Regions from separate parts of the Mus musculus genome. Here regions 2, 3, 4, 5 and 6 are each linked to region 1. A link is a contact called in public HiChIP or PLAC-seq, Micro-C and promoter capture Hi-C data. All regions are on one chromosome and are shown on one strand. The core of a region is the stretch at or near the end of the contact, and the rest is flanking DNA. Distances in the headings are between cores, read along the strand shown. Region 1 holds the start of Bicc1 (BicC family RNA binding protein 1). Region 2 holds the start of Mrln (myoregulin). Region 3 holds the start of Slc16a9 (solute carrier family 16 (monocarboxylic acid transporters), member 9). Region 4 holds the start of Fam13c (family with sequence similarity 13, member C). Region 5 overlaps Fam13c (family with sequence similarity 13, member C). Region 6 holds the start of Phyhipl (phytanoyl-CoA hydroxylase interacting protein-like).

What was found. Promoter capture Hi-C pulls out the DNA fragments that hold promoters and counts their contacts. Hi-C and Micro-C count contacts between places; a contact is called where the count stands out from the background. HiChIP or PLAC-seq counts read pairs in DNA pulled down with a chosen protein or histone mark.
Region 2: a promoter capture Hi-C map of hippocampal neurons shows a contact between it and region 1, with 5 times the contacts expected there. The contact joins the promoter of Mrln here to the promoter of Bicc1 in region 1. A contact is called at or near these places in 2 of 39 promoter capture datasets (hippocampal neurons and stem cell-derived epiblast-like cells).
Region 3: a contact with region 1 is called in a promoter capture Hi-C map of hippocampal neurons, with 5 times the contacts expected there. The contact joins the promoter of Slc16a9 here to the promoter of Bicc1 in region 1. A contact is called at or near these places in 3 of 39 promoter capture datasets (cranial neural crest, hippocampal neurons and stem cell-derived epiblast-like cells) and 1 of 115 datasets of contacts at active chromatin or transcription factors (stem cell-derived neural progenitor cells).
Region 4: a contact with region 1 is called in a promoter capture Hi-C map of hippocampal neurons, with 5 times the contacts expected there. The contact joins the promoter of Fam13c here to the promoter of Bicc1 in region 1. A contact is called at or near these places in 5 of 39 promoter capture datasets (the C10 cell line, cranial neural crest, embryonic stem cells and 2 more), 2 of 484 Hi-C or Micro-C datasets (both in embryonic stem cells), 3 of 115 datasets of contacts at active chromatin or transcription factors (astrocytes, embryonic stem cells and neural tube) and 1 of 9 other capture datasets (liver).
Region 5: an H3K4me3 HiChIP or PLAC-seq map of stem cell-derived neural progenitor cells shows a contact between it and region 1, with 3 times the contacts expected there. The contact joins the enhancer-like site here to the promoter of Bicc1 in region 1. A contact is called at or near these places in 1 of 484 Hi-C or Micro-C datasets (nephron progenitors), 4 of 115 datasets of contacts at active chromatin or transcription factors (the NIH/3T3 cell line, fibro-adipogenic progenitors, forebrain and 1 more) and 1 of 9 other capture datasets (embryonic stem cells).
Region 6: a Micro-C map of embryonic stem cells shows a contact between it and region 1, with 6 times the contacts expected there. The contact joins the promoter of Phyhipl here to the promoter of Bicc1 in region 1. A contact is called at or near these places in 6 of 39 promoter capture datasets (the 3T3-L1 cell line, embryonic stem cells, hippocampal neurons and 1 more), 2 of 484 Hi-C or Micro-C datasets (both in embryonic stem cells), 5 of 115 datasets of contacts at active chromatin or transcription factors (embryonic hindbrain, embryonic stem cells, forebrain and 1 more) and 1 of 9 other capture datasets (embryonic stem cells).

The regions. Positions count from the first base shown.
Region 1 is chr10:71,157,896-71,161,208 of GRCm38.p6, forward strand. It overlaps Bicc1 (BicC family RNA binding protein 1), which reads right to left and starts at 1,795. Exons shown (of 21, transcript NM_031397.3): 1 at 1,526-1,795. The coding sequence starts at 1,721.
Region 2 is chr10:70,202,972-70,206,284 of GRCm38.p6, forward strand. Mrln (myoregulin) reads left to right here and starts at 1,693. Exons shown (of 3, transcript NM_001304739.1): 1 at 1,693-1,788.
Region 3 is chr10:70,243,462-70,246,774 of GRCm38.p6, forward strand. It overlaps Slc16a9 (solute carrier family 16 (monocarboxylic acid transporters), member 9), which reads left to right and starts at 1,815. Exons shown (of 6, transcript NM_025807.3): 1 at 1,815-1,917.
Region 4 is chr10:70,439,112-70,442,424 of GRCm38.p6, forward strand. It overlaps Fam13c (family with sequence similarity 13, member C), which reads left to right and starts at 1,799. Exons shown (of 14, transcript NM_024244.4): 1 at 1,799-1,964. The coding sequence starts at 1,903.
Region 5 is chr10:70,483,729-70,487,041 of GRCm38.p6, forward strand. All of the region lies in intron 4 of Fam13c (family with sequence similarity 13, member C), which reads left to right. Among named protein-coding and RNA genes, the nearest start is that of Fam13c, 44 kb to the left of the region's middle. Within about 2 kb of position 1,688, at least 40 of the 459 cell types and tissues checked have an H3K27ac peak or open chromatin away from gene starts, as enhancers often do. A contact at or near this core is called in forebrain and stem cell-derived neural progenitor cells, where this site is marked.
Region 6 is chr10:70,597,439-70,600,751 of GRCm38.p6, forward strand. Phyhipl (phytanoyl-CoA hydroxylase interacting protein-like) reads right to left here and starts at 1,853. Exons shown (of 5, transcript NM_178621.4): 1 at 1,567-1,853. The coding sequence starts at 1,669.

The DNA of each region.
Region 1 (3,313 bases), core at 545-3,044:
GACCGCCATATTCTGAGGAATCACCCTTTCTGTTTCCAACACAAGAAAGTTGGATCAGCCAGGGAATCTTCCGGTTCACTACGATCTTACAATCCATCTGCAACATAATTGTAACATTTTGTTTGTAACCCCCCAAAACTAGGCAATGATCTTACAATCCATCTGCAACATAATTGTAACATTTTGTTTGTAACCCCCCAAAACTAGGCAGACTCGTGGAACTAATAAGGAAGCTTCACAAATGAAAAATTCCTGAAATGTAACCCGGCTTCAATTTTCAGATCTATTACTTTCCTCCAAAGTTACATAATCTCAGGGGGAAAAAAAAAAAAAAAAAAACACAAGACATGACATTTGGAATGTTTATCAATACAAATAAGCAACAAAGGAGAGGAGTTCTCGGCCCTTCCAGAACCGCCTGCCAAGCACTCCTGATACTTATTTCCACCAAGTTATTGTTTAGGAAAACATGTTGTTCTCTCTTAAAATAACCCTCTTAATTGTTCCGAGAAGCCACTGCATTTCCAGAGAGGAATAACTTGCTCCCATACTGCGATACATTGACAGATAAAGTCAAAATAAGTCACGCAGACAGCAATAAAAGCGAGTCTGTGGACCTCCAAGCTTCCCGGGATGAAGGATGAGAGCTACCGAATCCTCACCTCTCTCCCTTCCTGGGAGCAGGGGCCAGATCTCCTCAAGTCTTAAAAATAATGCACATTCCAGCTACCTCATCTCTGCCTTTGGATGTGGGAGGTGAGCCACACAGGTAGGCTGCGAATGGACATTTTTAAAGGTCAAAATGACCTTGGATCTGTTACTGCTCACTCTAATCCTAAAGCAATAAATCAGCATTTGCTTCCGATCCAGTGTGGAGAAAGTTTCTCTTCCTGGGAAAATCCCAGAAACTCTATAAAGAATTTGAAAAAAATTTTTTTTAAATTAAAAACCCAAAATATGAAAGTCAAGTCAGACTCCCACAGCTGCAAGGGAGAAGTTTATGGACTGAATGTAACTCAAGATGTCTTTTAGGACTGCCCTGACACATGCTACCCTGACACATGCTACCCTCGCACTGCCAGGGCACAGATCCCCACGCCTGGGTGACTTGCTCCAGCTCAAGACTCCGGCGTGGGGGCGGGGGCTCCCAGCTGAAGCCTTGACATCTGCAGCGCTTTTCCAGGCGACGAGAGCAGGCCCTAGCTGGAGGAAGCGGATACTAAGGAGGGGAGGGAAAAGACGCGGCAGGGGTGGCAGAGATTCCAGGCTGCGGGAAGCCGGGCAAAGTCCCGCACACTGGGCGGTCCCGTAGTGTAAGGATGCCACGGCCCAGATGTCCCAGCTGCAGCTGGCACCGCCGCGGTCCTAACAGCAACTTCGGAGCTGCAGCACAAACTCGGGCCTCCAGCTCCTCGGATCCGAGCAAGCTGACAAAGTTGGGGGGGAGGGAGGGTGTCCCGTGAGCGGACTGAGAGACGATCCTGTGGCGGACTTGGGAGAGGATTAGGAGCAGGGGCATGCCTACCTTGGAGCATGGCCTCGAGTTTCTTCCTGTCCACGCGGAAGCGCTCCTCGCTCCACTCCGGGCTGTGCAAGAGGGGCGCCGCGGCCACCAGATCGTCCTCGGAGCCGGCCACCGGCGAGTCGGTGCTGCGCTCGCTGTTGGAGCCGGGGTCCGACTGCGCCGCCGCCAGGTAGCCCGGCTCGCTCTGCGAGGCCATGGTGCGAGCGGCGCTCGGGCTGCCGCCGCCCCGGCCCCGGCCGATGTGGCTCGGCGCGCCGCAGCGCTAGCTCGTGCCCCCGCCGCCGCCGTGGCCGCGGGAAGCCCTGCGCATCCCCGCCTCGGGCGCCGCCCCCCGCCCCGCCGCGCCGATCGCCTGCGCCCCGGCCCCCGCCCGCCCGCAGCGCCCGCTCCGAGCGCACAGAGCCGCCCGCGCCTCCGGCCGCCGCCAGCCCCGCCGCCGCCTCGCGCGCTCATTGGCCGGCCAGGCCCACGGGGAGCAGCGGGCGGGAGCGGCCAGCCCGCGCCCTCTCACACGCACCACGTCCACACGCCGCGCGGCGCCGCCCGGAATGCCTGACCCATCGCGTGGACCCTCGGGCTCTCGGACCCCCTCACCCAGTTCGAGCCTAGCGCTCCTGGGGTGCCCCGCCAGACGCCCTCGTCACTTACTGCCACTTTTTTGTACTTTGATGGAGACTCCATCAAAACTCACAAACTTTGATGGAGACTCCATCAAAAACTCACTCCTGCCAGGCGTACAAGCTTGCTTATCCACACCCGAATCCCTTACTGTCACTTTTCTATCCCTATACCCGAATTCCATCCCTCTCCATACTCAGAATACTCCAAACTTAGATCAAGTTCACCCCAAAGTGCTCAAAGGGTATGCTCCCAAGTCCAGTCCTATTTACAGACCCTCAGAACACCCTGAGTCTGTCCCACAAGCCTGAATGAGAATAGAGAGTAATAAAAGGAGATCTGGGGACAAGAGGGATTGATGACCAACTTTTGCAGATGTCAGAGTAGACTTGACTTGTGTGCACCTAATCGGTCCAATCCAAAGATACCTTCGCCAGATGTGCCCTTCTCTGACTTTAATTTCAGGCCTTGATTCAACAAGACACTACTTTCGCCACCTTAAGCATCTATCTCTGTCTGAGATCACAGAAATGGCTGGCTCATTCTCTAGACAGGCTGGGAGCTCCTCTCTGTTCTAGGCGGCCCACAGATGAAAGCCTCGCAACTTCTGATGCTGACTGCCCGCCAGCCCACGCACCATCACTCTCAAAGCGGAGCATAGAGCTCAGAGGATGAAGTCCTGCTGTGAGCTTGGAACACTCGCCCCCACGCCACACAGAATCGTACTGCCTTTTATTAAATGACCAAACGCACAAGAGTATCTGTTCTACGTAGGAGGATGATGGTGTTAAATATGGTAGAAAAGCACTGTGCTACCGAGGGAAGAAGTAGGTTTACAAGTGGGGTGAGCCATAGGGTTCACCTGGGGCCCATAGATAATCATACAGTGTGTGTTTGAATCAAAACTCTTACAGGGGGCTGGAGACGTGACTCAGAACATAAGTACACTGGCTGTCAAGCCAGACAACCTGAGTTAGACCCTCAGGCCTCACATGGTGGAAAGAGAGGCCCAATGCAGGCAAGTTGTCCTTTTTGGCCATACCAAGAGCACTTTGGAATAACACTCTCACACGCATACACAAATAGATAATAAAACGGAACTTTAACATATCTCCAGCTGGAGAGATGGTTCAGCCGTTATAGAGTTCTTGGTGCTTTTCCTGGGGACCA
Region 2 (3,313 bases), core at 443-2,942, 960 kb before region 1:
CAGCACTGGGGAGGCAGAGACATGTGGATTGCTGAGACTCTGTAGCCATCCTGGGACACTGGTCAGGTCCCGGGTCAGTAAGAGACGTAGTCTCAAAAGTAGTGGACAGCGTCTAAAAGAATGGTTCTCAACTTTCCTAATGCCCCACCCTTTTAATACAATGTCTCATGTTGTGGTAACCTCCAACCATAAAATTATTTTATTGCTCCTTCATGACTGTAAATTTGCTACTGTTATGAATTGCAATGTAAATATCTGATACGCAGGTTATCTGAAACATGACCCTCCCCCAAAGGGGCCATGACCCACACATTCAGAAACAGTCTTCTAAGGAATGAAACGCATTCCTTAACTTGCACACCCTCTCCCACCCAACTGCACCCAGACTCGTACACAAAATCAACAGTAGATGTTGTAAAATCCACTCATTGATATATTTTGAAAACGGGAGAATCAAAATAGACTAGGTTAAATTCATAAACACAAAAAGATATTTAGATATCAGAAAGTGGGCTGGAGAGATGGCTCAGTGGTTAAGAGCACTGACTGTTCTTCCAGAGGTCCCGAGTTCAATTCCCAGCAACCCCATGGTGGCTCACAACCATGTATAGCGATATCTGATGCTCTCTTCTGGTGTGTCTGAAGAGAGCAACAGCGTACTCCCATGAAATAAATAGATAAATCTTAAAAGAGAAAGAAAGGAAGAAAGGAAGAGAAAGAAGGAAGGAAGGAAGGAAGGAAGGAAGGAAGGAAGGAAGGAAGGAAGGAAGGAAAGAAGGAAGGAAGGAAGGAAGGGCAGATAGAAGAGAAGGAAGGAAAGGCAGAGAGAGAGAAAAGAGAAAGAAAGAAAGAGAGAAAAAGAAAGAAAGAAAGAAAGAAAGAAAGAAAGAAAGAGAAAAGAAAGGAAGGAAGAAAGAAAGAAGGAAGGAAAGGCAGACAGAAGAGAAGGAAGGAAAGGCAGAGAGAGAGAGAGAGAGAAAAGGAAAAAAAGAAAGAAAATAAAGGAAGGAAGAAAGAAAGAAGGAAGGAAAGGCAGACAGAAGAGAAGGAAGGAAAGGCAGAGAGAGAGAGAGAAAAGGAAAGAAAAAAGAAAAAGAAAGAAAGAAAGAAAGAAAGGAAGGAAGGAAGGAAGAAGAAAGAAAGAAAGAAGGAAAGAAAGAAAGAGAAAGAAAGAAGAAAGAAAGGCAGGCAAGCAAACAGGCTAGAAAGGTGGCTCAGCAGTTAAGACCACACATTGCTCTCACAGAGGGCCTGGGTTGAGTTTCCAGAATTTACAAGTAGTCACCCACCTGTAACTATAGCTCCAGCAGGCCTGATATTCCTTATTGCCCTCCTTAAACACCCCTGACACCCCCCACACACATACACATGACATTACACACACAGACACACACACACAGAAATAAAACTAAAACAGTTTTTAAAAGCCAGCTCCCTGCAGAAAAGGAGTGTGCAGAAGAGAAGGGGCTATGTTCTCACAGTGGAGGAGATTTGTTGTTGCTTGCTGATAGTTTAGAACAGCTACCATGGGGACTTAAGGCATCCCCGCCTAGCGGCTTGCTTGACTTCAATGTAAATATATTTTGTTAGACTCTATCCCACCTGTGTCTGTCAGTTTCTCTTGCCTCCTCCCCATGACATTCTGGCTCAGGTTTCTGCCTAACACTCGGAGCCAGTTACTAATAACAGCCCAGTGAGCTTTTCGTCCATGGAGAGCAGATGGTGTTTTTGAAAGGAAGGGCGGCCATTCCCAGGACTTTGGACTTGGCTCCGTTGCACCCCTGAACAGTAAGTGTTGCTTGCGTTTATATTTTTAAGTAGTGTTGACACAGGGAGAGGCGAACGAAACTCTTGTTGCCTCTCATTAGAAATAATGAAGGCTAAAAGTTGCTGACTCCCCAAGCTGGTTTCCACTGCCTGCATTTCAACATCCCTCCAAGTTTTACGAGGCTGATGATAAGGGAGATTAGTGAGTCAGAATCCTACTCCTTTCTTTTTGGTTTTGGCTCACGGCAAGCGGAGCAGGTGATTAATAACGCTGGATATAAATTGCTCGGCTGAGCCCTGGGCTTGCAGCTTGACCCATCTCCCTGTGTTTCCTTCTCCAGATAGAATCCCAGTGTTTTCAAAGGGAGTTTTTACTTACAGGAATCAAAGTGGGAGAGCGGGGGGAGGCATGGTGCCCTGTTGTTATCCCCTGTTCTGGGTTTGGGGCAGAGGGACCCATCGCATTGCTTACTAGCTTTGTAACCAACGGCCCTGTCTCTGCAGCCTCTTTGACATGGTCACTTCTCAGAGGCCTGAGAAGTAGGTCACTGTGTTTTCTGTCTGGCAAGGGAGGACCCTGGAATTCAGAGAGCCAGATGCCTTGCCCAGTCATCCTGGGCAAAACTGACACTTGATATCCCAGTCCCTCTTCAAGGCCATATATTAGCATAGCTCTCTGCTTTGGCTGTGTGAGTCTCATTCCTGGGCATGTGTACATGTCTAGATACAAACTATTTTTGCTGTTGTTTAGAAACTTTTTTTGTTTGGTTGGTTTTGCGAGACAGGGTTTCCCTGTGCAGCCCTGGCTGTCCTGGAACTCGGTCTGTAGACCAGGCTGGCCTCAAATTCAGAGATCCACCTGCCTCTGCTTCCTGAGTGCTAGGAGCGACTACATCTGTGTGCCATCACTGCCCAGCATCGGTGTAATCTTGACAGAGGCATTAAAGTGAATCCCAGAGACACAGAAGTGGACTGGGTAAGAGTGGTTGTAAGACTGTACACAGGGCCTCAGCCTCTCTGAACCTCAGCTTCCTCACTGGTGAAATGAATTATTATCTATCTTGCACCGGTTTGGGTATTTGACAATAGTGTAACATAAGTGGCTGTGAGTACTGACAGAAATTTAAATGTCATCTATAAAAATCCTTCATTCAATGGACTTAATCTTGAGAATAATCTGCCATTTCAAGTTCAGTTGCAGAGCCTACAAACACTATGCTCGATAGGAAATATTAGTCTGAGAAACAAGCTCCTATAAAACTGTGCCACATTTAAAGTCTTTAACGTCTTCGTTTTCAGAATGGTGCATGCCACCGCTGTGGGAGAACGGGAAGGTGCTATCTCGCTCACCACCCAAGACTTGAGGAGGGCTATAGCTAGGATCTGTGATGATGGGGCAGTCCCACCCCCGACCCCCCCCCCAGTCTGGTATACCCAGCATGCCCCTTTCTCCCTTTCTTGTGCCCTTCTGTGGCTCTCTTTGCTTACACAGACTGGAAAGGAAGGTTGTCAGAGAACACTTGCTTTCCACAGTGTGACTCTGGGC
Region 3 (3,313 bases), core at 565-3,064, 910 kb before region 1:
GCTGGAATCTATGCAGATCAAGGAAAGCTTTCCAAAGTACCTGTTCCTGAAGCACAGAGGGGGAGATGAGATAGGTTTTCAGGCAGCTGTAGATACCGTGAGTGAACACAAGTCATCCGTTCTAAATGAGACCACCATCGGGAGTGGATACAGAGCCCCTTTCTTCTTCACAAACACATTTTTAGGATGCTGACAGCTTTTCCTTTCTTTTTCCTCCCATAAGGTTTTTGTTTGTTTGGATACTACCTGCCTTCCATGGGCACTGTTTTGTTATTGTTTTTAATTGGTAGTGTTTCTTTTCAGATGAGGTCTCTGTAGCCCAGGCTAGCCTAAAATTCATTATGTAGCCCAGGATGGACCTGAACTCCCAGCGATCTGCCTCTTCAATTGGGTATAGGTGTGAATCACCACAGTGGGCTACTGTTACTATTAAGTATTTTTCTGATTTTTCTTCCACTTTGAGTGTGTGTGTGTGTGTGTGTGTCTGTGTGTGTGTTTCTCAGCAACAGTCCACCTTGGTTTTGAAGAGAGGGTCTCTAAGTGAGACCCGGAGCTTTCTAATAAGGGTAGCCTCTACCTCTTTGGTGCTATGGTTTTGACAGCAGCTGCAGTCATGCTTAGTTATACTTGGGTGCTGGGGGTGGCAAGTAAGCTCTCTCCGGGGACAAGAATAATATGTTTGAGAGGACTTCTCCATAACCTGAATAGAAAGGGGGTGTTGGAGAGAAGCGCTAAAGCCACTTCTCAGGGTGGTGGGCATGGCCAGATTCCGTACCTTTTCTGACTTCTCAACCCTCCCCCACTCTCCACGATGCAGGCAAGATTCTGAAAATATCATAGATAAGGAAATAAGCTGAAAAGACCTAGGTGGCTCAACTCTTAACTTTGCAGGAGGTAGTCCTTGCCGCCTAAGAACGCAGGCTTTGCGTGGTATGAAGGGAATTCTCACGCTGTTAGATAGACATAGTTCTCTTCAAGAATTCAACAGACAGAAAGTTAATGGGGCAGAGGGTGAGCACACGCCACATTGCAGACATATCCCTGGAGCGAACGGTGTCCACACATTCGTTAGCCCCTGGAACCCTAAAGTTTTCTGCAGTGGGCTTCGGTGACAGCGCAGAGAGCCATGCATGGTAGGTAGCTCCAGCGTGAGTTGCTTTGCACCACAGCTAGTGACAGCCTGGTTCTACTTCAAGACACCTGACGGTCTTCACATAACTTCTCCCTCCCTCTTCGACCTCCTGGACACCCGCCTTTCCCGCGGAGTTGTCCCAAAGGAAAGCCCTTGGCATCTTATACTCCCTACTGCCAAAGAGTACCAACTTCACAAAGTTCTAGGTTTCTAGTTCGCTTTCCTCTGGGATCTCTGCCCACGAGTACAGCTCTGGCCAGGAGGCTCCCAGCGACCCAGGGAAGCCAGGGAGAGCAGGCGACCCTTGTATTCAGTTCCACACAGGCTCCTCGCAAATGCACACGGTGCTTGGCGGGGGGTATGCGGGAGAGCTTCGGGAGACCAAGGGGACTCGGGTCCGGCCCTCCCCCCACTCCTAGCCGGGCCTTAAGCTACGGGTGTAGACGCAGCGCCCCTACCGCCGGCTTTTCCACCGCCTCCATCTCCTCCTCCTCCGCCTCCTCTTCCTTCCCCCAGCGGGCGTGCAGTCTCAGCCGGTTCAGACTGGCCAGGGTGCCCCTGCAGAGGAGATCTGAGAGTGGGACCACCCCGGGAGTGACTTCCCGGGGTGGGCGGTGGGGGTGGGGAAGGTGGAGCCGGCCGGGCGGGCTGCACTCCATGTGTCCCGAGGGCAGAGGGCGGCGGCCGTATATTGCGCGCAGCGGGACTGCTCGCCCAGCGCAGGGCCCGGATCAGCAGCTGCGGCCGGAGCTGCGCCCGCGGCCCCAGCCGAGGCCGGGACTCAGGTAAAAACCCCAGGAACTGGGAAGGTCCCGGCGGGAGCTGTCCCCTCACCCTGCAAACTGCACCGAAAGGAGGCGGTGCTGTCACCCGCGGGTGCACAGCTACCGGCCGGCTTCTGGTCTGCCCGGGCTGAAAGCGTCCTGAGAGCGCCGCGGAGCACTCTGCACCCTCTTCTAGAAAGAGTAACTGCCTCTGCAAAAATACTCGTAGGGTTGCCTTTTGCAGGGAGAATGGGGGAGATGAGAGCTCGGATGTCACCAGATGAGTCTCCTGGGATACCTTCTACGTGTGACCCAAGTGGGTCCTCACTTCCCAGAAGGCCGCTCCCGAGGAGGTGGGCTCAGGTGCTGGGGAGAATCCAGGCTGGGGCGCATAGGTTTGGTAAACTGCAAGGACAGCAGCTCACGTTGCGGGCAGATCCTGCTGGGTTCCGGGCAGGGCAGCACCCGGGCTGCGCTACAGGGTGTAGGAGCCTAACGGCCAGGCGGCTCCTCCGCCACCTGAACAAAACTTAGAAGGATTTTGGTGCGCATGCCTCAGCTCTGGTTCGCCTAGGGAACCCTTCTTTGGTTTTAGCCATGCACAGAGGCTTCAGGGGAAACAGCAAGCCATGGAACTTGACCATCAATCAGGTCGGGATTTTACTTCGTTCTTGGAATGTCAGGTCTATGCAGCACAAATGATCCGGAAAGTTTAGGCAGTGTTTACACTACAGATATTATTTACATATTATTTATGTTGATATCTTACTTGCCTCATTGGGCCCATCTGATGGGCTACAGCTCAGTGGTAATAGTTAGACATCTTGACTTGCCCAGATTGGCATGTTCACCTAGAGCAGAGCAGAGCAGAGCAGAGGCCACTCAGATACTCTTAGGCAACAGACGGAGTGAGCTAGGTTGGAGAAAGAAAGGGTGTGCCGATTGGTTACAGCCTCCGTTAAACACTTTGTGAGCGCAGAGAGTAGTGTCGGTACCCATTAACCACCCTCGACTAGCAAATAGAAATTAGACAATAAAATCTTTTCACCTGCCAACTGGCAATAACTTGTATATTCAGCACCGCCGATGTCCGAAGAGCAGGTTTCCTTGCTTCCCATCCTTCTGTGTTTGGGTAAGTGGAGAGACAGGGATCCTACTCGTCTCTAATGAAGGTTCTATAGAAAGGGCCAGGGGCGTGGTAAGATGGCAAAGAGTGACATTAGGAACTCTGGACTGGATTTTTAAATTTTTTTTCTTTCTTTTCTCTCTCTCTTTCTTTCTTTCTTTCTTTCTTTCTTTCTTTCTTTCTTTCTTTCTTTCTTTCCTCCTCCTCCTCCTCCTCCTCCTCCTCCTCCTCCTCCTCCTCCTCCTCAGGGTCGTGGTAAGATGGCAAAGAGTGAAATTAGGAACTCTGGAC
Region 4 (3,313 bases), core at 549-3,048, 720 kb before region 1:
ACTGTCTTTCTTCTGTATGAATAGTTCTTACAAGCTTTTCTGGATCCTTTCTGTTTGTGGGCTGTGGAGAACTAGTCTTTTCCTCCCTCTGGGCATTATTGAATCTCTGGATTTGTGGAGCACGTTTATTATTTCATTTTATTTTATTTTTATTTTTTAAAAATTTATTTATTTATTTATTTTTATTCTGGTCTGCCATTCACCCCGCCCCCGCTCACCATTCCATCCCCGCCCCCAAGAGGATGTCGCCACCCCCTCCCCTCACTTTACCAGACCTCCCCACTCCCCAGGGCCTCAAGTCTCTCAAGGGTTAGGTGCATCTTCTCTGAGGCCAGACCCAGCAGTCCTCTGCTGTATATGTGTTGGCCGCCTCATATCAGCTGGTGTATGACGCCTGGCTGGTGGCTCAGTTTCTGAGAGATCTCCGGGTTCCAGGTCAGTTGAGACTGCTGGTCTTCCCATGGGGCTGCCCTCCTCCTCAGCTTCTTCCAGCTTTTCCCCAATTCATCCACAGGGGTCCCCCGCTTCTGTCCATTGGTTGGGTGCTAGTATCTGCATCTGACTCTTTCAGCTGCTTGTTGGGCCTCTCAGAGGGTTCATTATATTTTCAACTGGTCCACAGCATATTCATATCAACTGCTGTTTTTCAGGTGAAAGCATTGTTCCTTCTGTTCTAGATGAATCACTGGAGATGTTTACGCAATCAAAAGGCTGGTCTTTCTTCACACTGAACTACCCAGAATGGGCACCACAGCCCTCGAGCGCAGGGGCGTTTGGGAAAGTGACAGTCTTTGGATCTGAGGACAGGAAGATATCCTGTGATTAGACTTCACGTTGCCATCTAGAACCTAGTTCCATGGGACAGTAGGATTAAGAACACATGCATAGTATAGTTCAACACGTAAGTCTGTGATCGTATTTCAAAATTCAGAGGCAGGTCTTTCCAAGTCAAGGTCAACATGTCAGGAAACATGGACAATGGGAACGGGGCAGGGTAAACATCTCCAAGCAAGAATAAAGCGGGGTGGGGGTGGGGCTGACCGGCCCTCCCTTCCCCCAACAAAGTAGACTCCATCAAAGGGAACAACGTTTGTGAGTTGTCATTCCATCCTTTGTGAAGGTGCGGGGCTGCTGTGGGGGTAGGAGTCCATCTCCCCGCCTGGCACGGTGTCCTAGGCATCAGCGAAGGCCTGGAAAGCATTCTACATTCGCCTGCATAGGTTCATTCACATCTCTGTGGTCCTGCGCTGGGCGCTTCCTCTAGCGGAGTAAAATAACAAGAGCGCAGACGGACCTGTCGGGATGCAGCCCGCCCTTGGGAGCCCTTTTGTTCTAGGCAATAAAAACCAACACACAGTGAAAATAAATCAAAACTCAGCATCCATATCCCTCTCCTCCTTCTCGATCTCTCCATGCTTTCAGGAAAAGCGACAGAAGCATCTTTGCTCGTTTGCATCCCTAGGGTGGGGTGGGGGCTGGGGAGGTAACAAGCCATGGGAGGCGGGCATTGTATCCACTGGGGGGTGGGGGGGACGACGCAATCTGTATTGCCAGCTGAGGCTGAGGTGGCAGGCTCAAGCAGCTTGGACTCTCTGTAGCTCCTAGCTGCCTACCAGGGTTGCGCGGAGCAGCTCCAGGTTCCTGAGGCTGAAGCCCCCGGTCGCGCGCCGCCGCGCCCCGCCCCATCGTCCCCGCAGCCTCGCGGGCTGCTGGGCTTTGTGGTTCGCCGGTGCCGCTGGGCCCCTGCTGGGGGTGTCGTCAGGAGCATGTGCAGACAGCAGCCCAAGGTAGAGCGAGCGTGCCGGGCGAGCCCTAAGACTTGCCTGGCAATGCCATGTTTGTGTGGGTGCTCTAACTCCGGGAGAGCAATTAGGGAGACGGCTCCCCGGCCGCACTTGGCTCATGTTTTCTTGTTTCTGTTTCAGCCTTCAGGATAATTCCTTCGGCAGCGCCGCTGTAACTGAGTAAGTGCTTCTTGCCCTTACAATCGACTTGCATTCCTGTCTCCGAAGCAACTATGGTGAAGGTATCCCCTCCCGCTGCCACCCCACTCCACCCCACCCCACCCCTGTCCCCAAGCCCTCTTTCCAGGCGATGCATTGTCTCCTGGATCCTGAGGCTGCGAGGCTGGCGGGGCCCACAAACCTCACACAGGTTGCAGCCAGTATTTTGGCAGCTCGGGGTGGAGGGTGCGCGGGGGTAGGGAGTGAGGAGCGGAAGCGGGGGGTGGGGGGAGTAATAAACCTAGCTTGATTGCTGCGGGAGGCTCCGTGGCCCAAAATATGCAATCTTGGAGCTTAGCTTAAAAAAAAATCTATGTGACATGTCAGAAAGGAAGCTGGGTTGTATTTTGCCAACATGAGTGTCAGTTTTCATGGAGTGCACGCAGTGTACATTTGCCCCAAATAGACGGATGTGAGCTAGCAGGAGTTTAATTCCAGCATATTTAAACAGGGTAAACTCACCTTCCCTCTCCGTGTGTACAGATTTTTAAGACACAGTGCGGTAAACTTTTCTAGATGCCTTTTTGTGATTTTTCTCGTCTGGCCACAATAATGTGACTATAGAGAAACGCCTTGCCTGACTAACAACCTAATAACAGTTCATAGTGGAGGGAAGGGAAATAATGTTTTACTCTAGGCCAGCCCGTGTGTGTGCGTGTGTGTGTGTGTGTGTGTGTGTGTGTGTTGATATTGATAGTGCTTTGTTTTTATTTTGGTCATCTCTTCCTTAGTATTTTCTTAATAGAATCTATATATCAGAGGTGAACGTGGAGTAGATTTTGCTGGCACTGTATGCAATTCACATATAGCTGGGAGTATAAACTATATGTATTCCATTTTATCGTAGGGAAATTAGTGTTTACTTCTGGGACCTTTTGGTAAAAGCTACTCGGTAAAAGCTTTTTGCAGCAGGCTGTGTGTGTGTGTGCATGCGCAAAGTTGTGTATCCCACTACTTAAGAGAATTGTGAGTTTCATACAGAGGCTACAAGTGGCTTAGAAGCTGTTTGCTAAAGAAACCTGAACAGTGACGAGAGCATCTTTTGGCTTTCAGATCCTGCCACTGTTGCAGAGACTTGGAGAGGGAGGGCTGAGGTTCCACTGTGCTTTCTGGGCCTCTTCCCCATGCACTTTTGCTTGTCTGGTTTGCTACTGACTTAGTACCCCGCTTTGAGCTCATCTAAGTGGGGTCTCTTTAAAATAAGGACCAGGTTGACTTTCAATGATTCACTATGGCCTGTCCACTGGAACCCTGGACACGATAGTGACATTGCCTTGCAATAGAAAGATAGAGAAAGAGAGAGGTGGGGA
Region 5 (3,313 bases), core at 438-2,937, 670 kb before region 1:
CTTGGGTGGTTATTACACTGTACCTTTTCAGGAACAATTCCTAAAACATTTGTTGGGGGAACTCTTTTTAAAAAAGTTTTGAAACTGTTATCTTGATCTCCTCTTCTTGTAAGACTCCCATGGCTGTCTGGAATGTTCTCTTAGCCACCTCAGGTTATTTTAGCCTCCTCACTCCACTTGGCCTCCTGCCCATCTGCCCTTCCTGCCCCCGTCCTACATCCCTCAGCAGTACAAATACAGCGCCTATGTGGATGTGTAGTGAGGGGACACATTCGACTCCCACAGTGTTGTAAACGATTATGAGTCTGTTTTGAAAAATCTAGAGTTTTCAGCTTTTGTTTGAAAACTTCCAAGAGTGGGGCTGCCTGGCGTATGCATACCTTGCCTCGGTATGCATACCTTGCCTCGCACAGATATAGTGATCAGACAGTCTCCCTGACCCCGCCCCCCATTTACTTATGCTGGCTACTTGGCATTTGATTAAGGATGCCTACTTCAATCCTCTTCCTGGCAACTGCTCATCTTGCGAGCTCCAGCTAACTCCTCATCTAGAACGCAGAGGCCAGCAGTGTTTTTTTTTGTTTGTTTGTTTGTTTTTTTTTTTTTTTTTTGAGACAGGGTTTCTCTGTATAGCCCTGGCTGTCCTGGACCTCACTTTGTAGACCAGGCTGGCCTCGAACTCAGAAGTCCGCCTGCCTCTGCCTCCCGAGTGCTGGGATTAAAGGCGTGGACCACCACGCCCGGCCCGGCCAGCAGTGTTTTAAAGACCCTTTTCTAGTTGACAGTTTACATGTTACCACGGACTTTTGGTGCCTCTGAGTACTTTTCAGATGTTTGGCTACTCTGGATGCTCCTCTGTGTCTGGTATTTAACGAGATCAGTACACCTAGAGAATTGCTTTTCCCCTCGGAACTAGAAAGCCCACCAATGGCTTACCACACACAACCCAGAGAGGCTGTGGCTTCCTTCGGTTCTCACTCCCGTGGGTTCCAGGGCCAAGACAAGAACTGTAAATCAGTTTAGAGCAACTGCATGAATATGCATCAGTTTAACTGAGGTTTATTGCTAAAGCCTATGCCTTCAGCTATGAGAAAAGAGGGGGAATTCAGGAATCTCAGAGACTGCTAATGAAGGTGGGGATTTCTTCCCCAGCCCAGTGAATTTACTTTGGAGAGTGATTAACTCACTTGTATTTAAAATACTGTATTAAAATTTATGACAAAATTAAGCCTTCAGTGTCATTAAAGACCTCCTCTGTATCAACAGGAGCTGTTTCTCAGCAGCATTGGTATTAATTAGGCCGGTGGCTAAACTGGAAGCTCACTGGCTTCTTTATCTGTGAGTCCCCAGTTTTCCAGGGAGCCGTGGACCCTGCGCAAGCATAATAGCCTTTGATGCTTTTCCTGTTTCTCTGTTTGTGATCCTTTAGATGAAAGGAAAGCCTGAAAGCTTTGTTGCTTTTTGGAGAGAGGAAGTTTTCTTGGCAGCTACTTTTCCTTGGGGGGAATAAAGCCTTTTATCTTTTGTTTTGAGACAGTGTGTGTGTGTGTGTGTGTGTGTGTGTGTGTCTCACTAGTTGTTTTTATTTAAAAAAATTTTTTTTTAAAATAGAAGTGAGCAGATTCCTAATGAGTTCCGCTTGAAGGAGAAAAGATGTTTAAGAGGCGAGCGAGCGGGACAGAGCTTTCTAGCAATACAAAAGGAGCTATCCCCATGCGCATGCGTGGACTGTTCCAGGGCAGGGGCTCTGAGCATTCCCACACCTGCTTTCTCTTTATTGAGCTACTTGGGTTCTGTTTGGTGTTTTGTGAGAAGGGCAGGGATGAAATAGAAATAGCAAATAGCTTCTCTTACTGATGTCAAGACTCCCTAGTACACGCTTGGGTCATGAGCGGGTTCTCTGGGGTGTGTTTCAAACAGCAAGTCCCAATCCCACTTCCTTCCTCCCCTATAGACACAGACCAACCTGTGAGATACAAGAACATTTGCATTAAGAAGTTCATGGTCTTACAGGTGACCTTGCTCGTCTTGGTCTTTTTTATTTTGTTTCTTGGCTAATGAGAGCAGAGTCTCATTAGCCATAAGTATTCCCAAAATCACTCCATGGCTGAAGATGCCCTTGAACTTGTGATCTCCCTGCTTCCGTCTCTCAGGTTCTCTTCTAATATAAAGAGTTGGTTCTTCCAATGAATGGTTAAGGCCCTTTTGGCTCTCATATTGAAAAAGCCCACTGCTTTAGCTGTGTAAAAGCTTAGACATAGATGGACATTAGTTTAAGAATACTGGTTCTCACTGACACAGATAAAAATATTTCCCTCCTCTTGTTATGGAGACCAGAGTTCCACACGAAGTCCTTGCACTGATTGAAGAAGACTTCGTGATCATTACGGGAAGGAAACCCTGTAGGTATTTTCTGCTTCCCATCTTCCTCCCCCTCCTCCTCCTCTAAGAAACCCACCCTTGGACATTTGATACATAGTTATCACTTTTATCTAACATTGGTGTGGTACAAGGCAAAGGGACATTTATTAACATTGACAGTAATAGTAGTAATAGTAATTAAAATAATAATAATAATAATAATAATAATAACAATGTTGGAAAATGTAGAAATTCATCCACATGTTAGTCTTGTAATCTTTCCACTTATATAGAACCACTATTGTAATGTTCACTTAGGCCTCGTTGCTACTGTTTCAATGTTGATGTGAAAAAGAATTGTGTGTGAAAGAGAATTCCTGCTGGAATGATACTTGATTCCAGTTCAGACCAGTCTCAGAGTAGACAGGACCACCAAGAATACTTTCGGAGCACAGAATACTTAAATGTATCCACGAGTTTGTTCAAGGTCAGAGAGCACCAAGTAGGCTGATAATTATCACAAGATGAGTTTGCTTCTGTCTAAAAGGAACAGTCTTAATTTCTAGAACTAAGCATTTGAACATCCAATTCCCAGAAGGAACATGTTTGATAAGCTTAGGGATCATTGTTAGATGCATTTCCTGGAGAAAGAACATGCTGTCCTTGATGACTGAATGTTTTAGAAACCTTGGTGGTTTAACGTGGGGTAGAGTCAGGAACAAAAGAGACAGAGGTGTATATGAGCTGAACGTCAGCTGAGGACTCGGACAGTGGGTTCAAGGGCTGTGGTCAAGGCCACTTGGAGACCGGGAAAGTTACTTCTCATCTTCTCAGTGATGCAATGACTTCTCTTGTCAACAACGCTGTCTCTTTTCAAGATGTACACTACATACTATGTATGCACTACACACACAACACACAAAGATCCCTTTCGTCTCCTCTCTGTATTTTT
Region 6 (3,313 bases), core at 603-3,102, 560 kb before region 1:
TAACTCCCACAGCCTACCTTAGTACTCTGAACTTTATTAAACAAACATTTCCCTGACACCCCTGATAAACACAGAAAACACAATTTTAAAAACTGAAATTATTAAGGTCTGAGGAACAGCATTAGGTTGTCTAGTTCCACTTATTATTTGAATGAGTATTTGATAAATTGCTGAATCAAATAAAAATCAAATCTACTTTTATTAGAATCTTGGTTTTCTCTGAAACCAATCTGAGAAAATAAAAATAGCTGCAATTTACAAAGCTAATCTACCGACAAAGGAAATAAACAGTCTTTACAAGAATACTTAATTATTCAGACTACACCTCTTTCATAAGTTAAGGTTTGTTGTGTTCAAAGAGTTTGAATTTTCATTTAGAGATTATTAAAAATAAATTCACACTAACAATTAAAAATTATTAGTAAGCAGGACTTTAGTGCTCAGTCGACTTAAATGTCCATTTCAATGCCTTTAAAAAAAATCAAGATCTTTGTTTCCTATATGAGTTATCCTGCTACATTTAATGACCTTACCGTGCACCAATTAATAGCTCTCATAACTTTTCTTTTAAAATGTTCTATAGCTATTACTCATATACAGTTGAACATTTTCACTGATAATCGTATTTCCATGTCAACCGGTTTTATATGCAGAATTTAACAATTATTTGGCCAATCAGCAATCAGACGACTTCTTTACAAATGAAGTTTTATTCCAAATCACTGAAACAACTCTTATCCTCCAACTAGCCCAACACACCATTCTGTGCCCAACACTGATACTCTAACTAGCCCAACACACAGCGCCGTGCCCACACTGCAGAGTACTAGCTAGCTAGCACTTTAACACTCGGACCCTGTGATCAGTCATTTCCTTTTCGTAGACTGCCAACTTTAACAATAGAGTACTGACACATCAACACACAATGGTGTGTGCTGCACACACACCGAATCTCAGCAAACGTAGAGGAAGGACCAATATCCTGTTCGGATTTTTGACAGCCTCATAATCCCTGCCCAGAACCAAGAGCCTAGTGTCTGTCCTTGGTGCTGAAACGCAGCTTTTCTGTCCCCGACTAAAATACTAGGAGGCTCACCCCAGTTAGACAGACACTCCTGGGGTTCAGAGGTTTGCAAGAGAATGGGTAAGTTTTTGTTCAAGCCTATCCAGTCTAGCCTTCGCGGTGGCGGGTAAGTCCCTGGTCGGGAGACCCAAGATCTGCCTGCTGCAGAATAGGCAACACCGGGCCGCGGACCCGAGAGGCGCCCTCTCCACCGCGGAGCATTCTCCCGCGGATCCGAACGGTTCCTTTTCCCCAGTGGAGCCCTCTCCCGCGGACCCATTGGATCCCTCTCCCCCGGTAGCCTTCTCCCGCGGACCTGAGCGGCGCCCTCTCCTAAAGACCAGAGAGGCGCCCTCTTCCCCCAGCAGCCTTCTCCCGCGGACCCGAGAGGCGCCCTCTCCCTCCAGCAGCCTTCTCCCGCGGACCCGAGAGGCGCCCTCTCCCAGGGACCGGACACCTCCGCCCGCGTCCTTTTGTCTCCCGCCGGTGCCTCCGTTCCTCACCATCACGGTCGCACAGCTGGATGGCCTCCAGGCTGAGGTTCTTGATCTCCTCACACGGACTACTGGGGCTGCTGAGGGCATGGTCCAGGCGCGGCACCTCCATCTTCGCGACCCCGCGTCGAAGCCAGGCGCCAGCGGCCGGCGGGGCGAAGGGCGGGAAAGGCCTGAGAAGGCTGAGGACGAGGGCAACCTCCGGTCGGGAGTCGCGGCCGAGGCGGCGGCGGCGGTGGTGGTGGCGGCGGCGGCAGCGGCGGCAGAAGCTCCTTCGAGTGCGCGGCTCGTAGACTGAACGCCGGCCGGCGCGAGCGCGGGAAGAGCGCGCTCTCGCCTGAAGGGAGGGCCGCGCACGCTCACGGGGGCGGGGCTGGCGGTGGACGCGCCTACCTGCCTGCACCCGGGCCCCGCCCCTTTCCTACCTCTCGCAGACCCCGCCCCCTGCCTGCCGCCCGCCCTTGCGCACACGCGCACGGAGGACAGGGGTCCGGGGTCGCGCCTACCTGCCTGCACAGGGCCCCGCCCCTTTTTTACGGCACGCGGACCCCGCCCCCTACCTGCCGCGCGCGCGTACGCGCACGGACGCGGACGCGCCCTCCGCTCTCCTCTCTAGGGCTCCGCTCCCAGCCAGTGGCGCGCCCACGCTCTGACACGCCTCCATCGCTGCCCTTGTCCTGGGGCGCGCACCCGCAACCTACCTGCGGGCGCGTAGACCGTACCCCCCGGGGCGCCTGTCGCGCGCACGCGCATGCGCGCCCCACTGCTTCCCTGCGCATCCCGACCCCGCCTGCCGCGCGCACGCGCCCTCGCTTGGCTCTCCCGCGCGCCTTCTCCCGCTGGAAGCGAAGGAGGATGGAGCGCGCGAGGAGCGCGGGCTGTGGCAAGCTGCTCGGCGCGTCGCGCTCGCCCGGCGATGGCGGCTAGGCTCTTTTCACAATGCCAGGTAGAGCCGGACGGCCACCCCGGGCTGCGGCGAGGCGAGCGCGCGCCTGTTGCTTGTTGAACACACATTGGGAAACTGAGGCCCGAGCCGCCTAGGGTTCCCGGTCCCCGCTCTGCGCGCCCAGCCGCCGTTCCTCACCAGGCCCCGCAGTGAGCAATGAGCGGCCACCTGAGGACTGCACCGGGCAGCGAGCGCGAACTCAGGTCGGTGCTGCGGGACAGGTGAGGCTACACAGGATGCTGGCGGCTGGCTGCTGAGGAGGCAGCTTCCGGGTGACAGCCACTTGTCAGCTTGCCTCCTCACCCACTCAGCTAACAAACAAGTCTTCAGTGCTCTCCCTGGGCCCGGCATTGTTCTGACTGAAAAATACAGGCTGAAACACATCACCTGTTCTTTGTTACCCTAGAAAATGAAAGGGGGACCTGTGGTCTTCCAGTGATGGCCATATTTGCACGCCCCATTGCTTTCAGGAGCACCTAAGATATTTCAGTGCACTCTGATGGTGCAAAGGTTTTAAAAATAAAGCCTATATAGATGACAGCCTGTTGGCCTCTGTTCTCATTTACTGATTCGGAATGTTATTTTGTTTTTCTTGGTATCACGGGATCAAAAGAAGCCCCTCTCCCCCTTGTATTATTTATAGTTATTGGTAATAATTTATGTTCCATGTTTACTCATTTTCCAATTTCAAACATTGATATTCACCAATAAAAACAATTTACATATAGATTACTATATGCTGCCTTTTCTAGTCACATCCATTTAGCCATAAACAACTAAATCTAGTTAATTGATGTCTCATAAAATGGA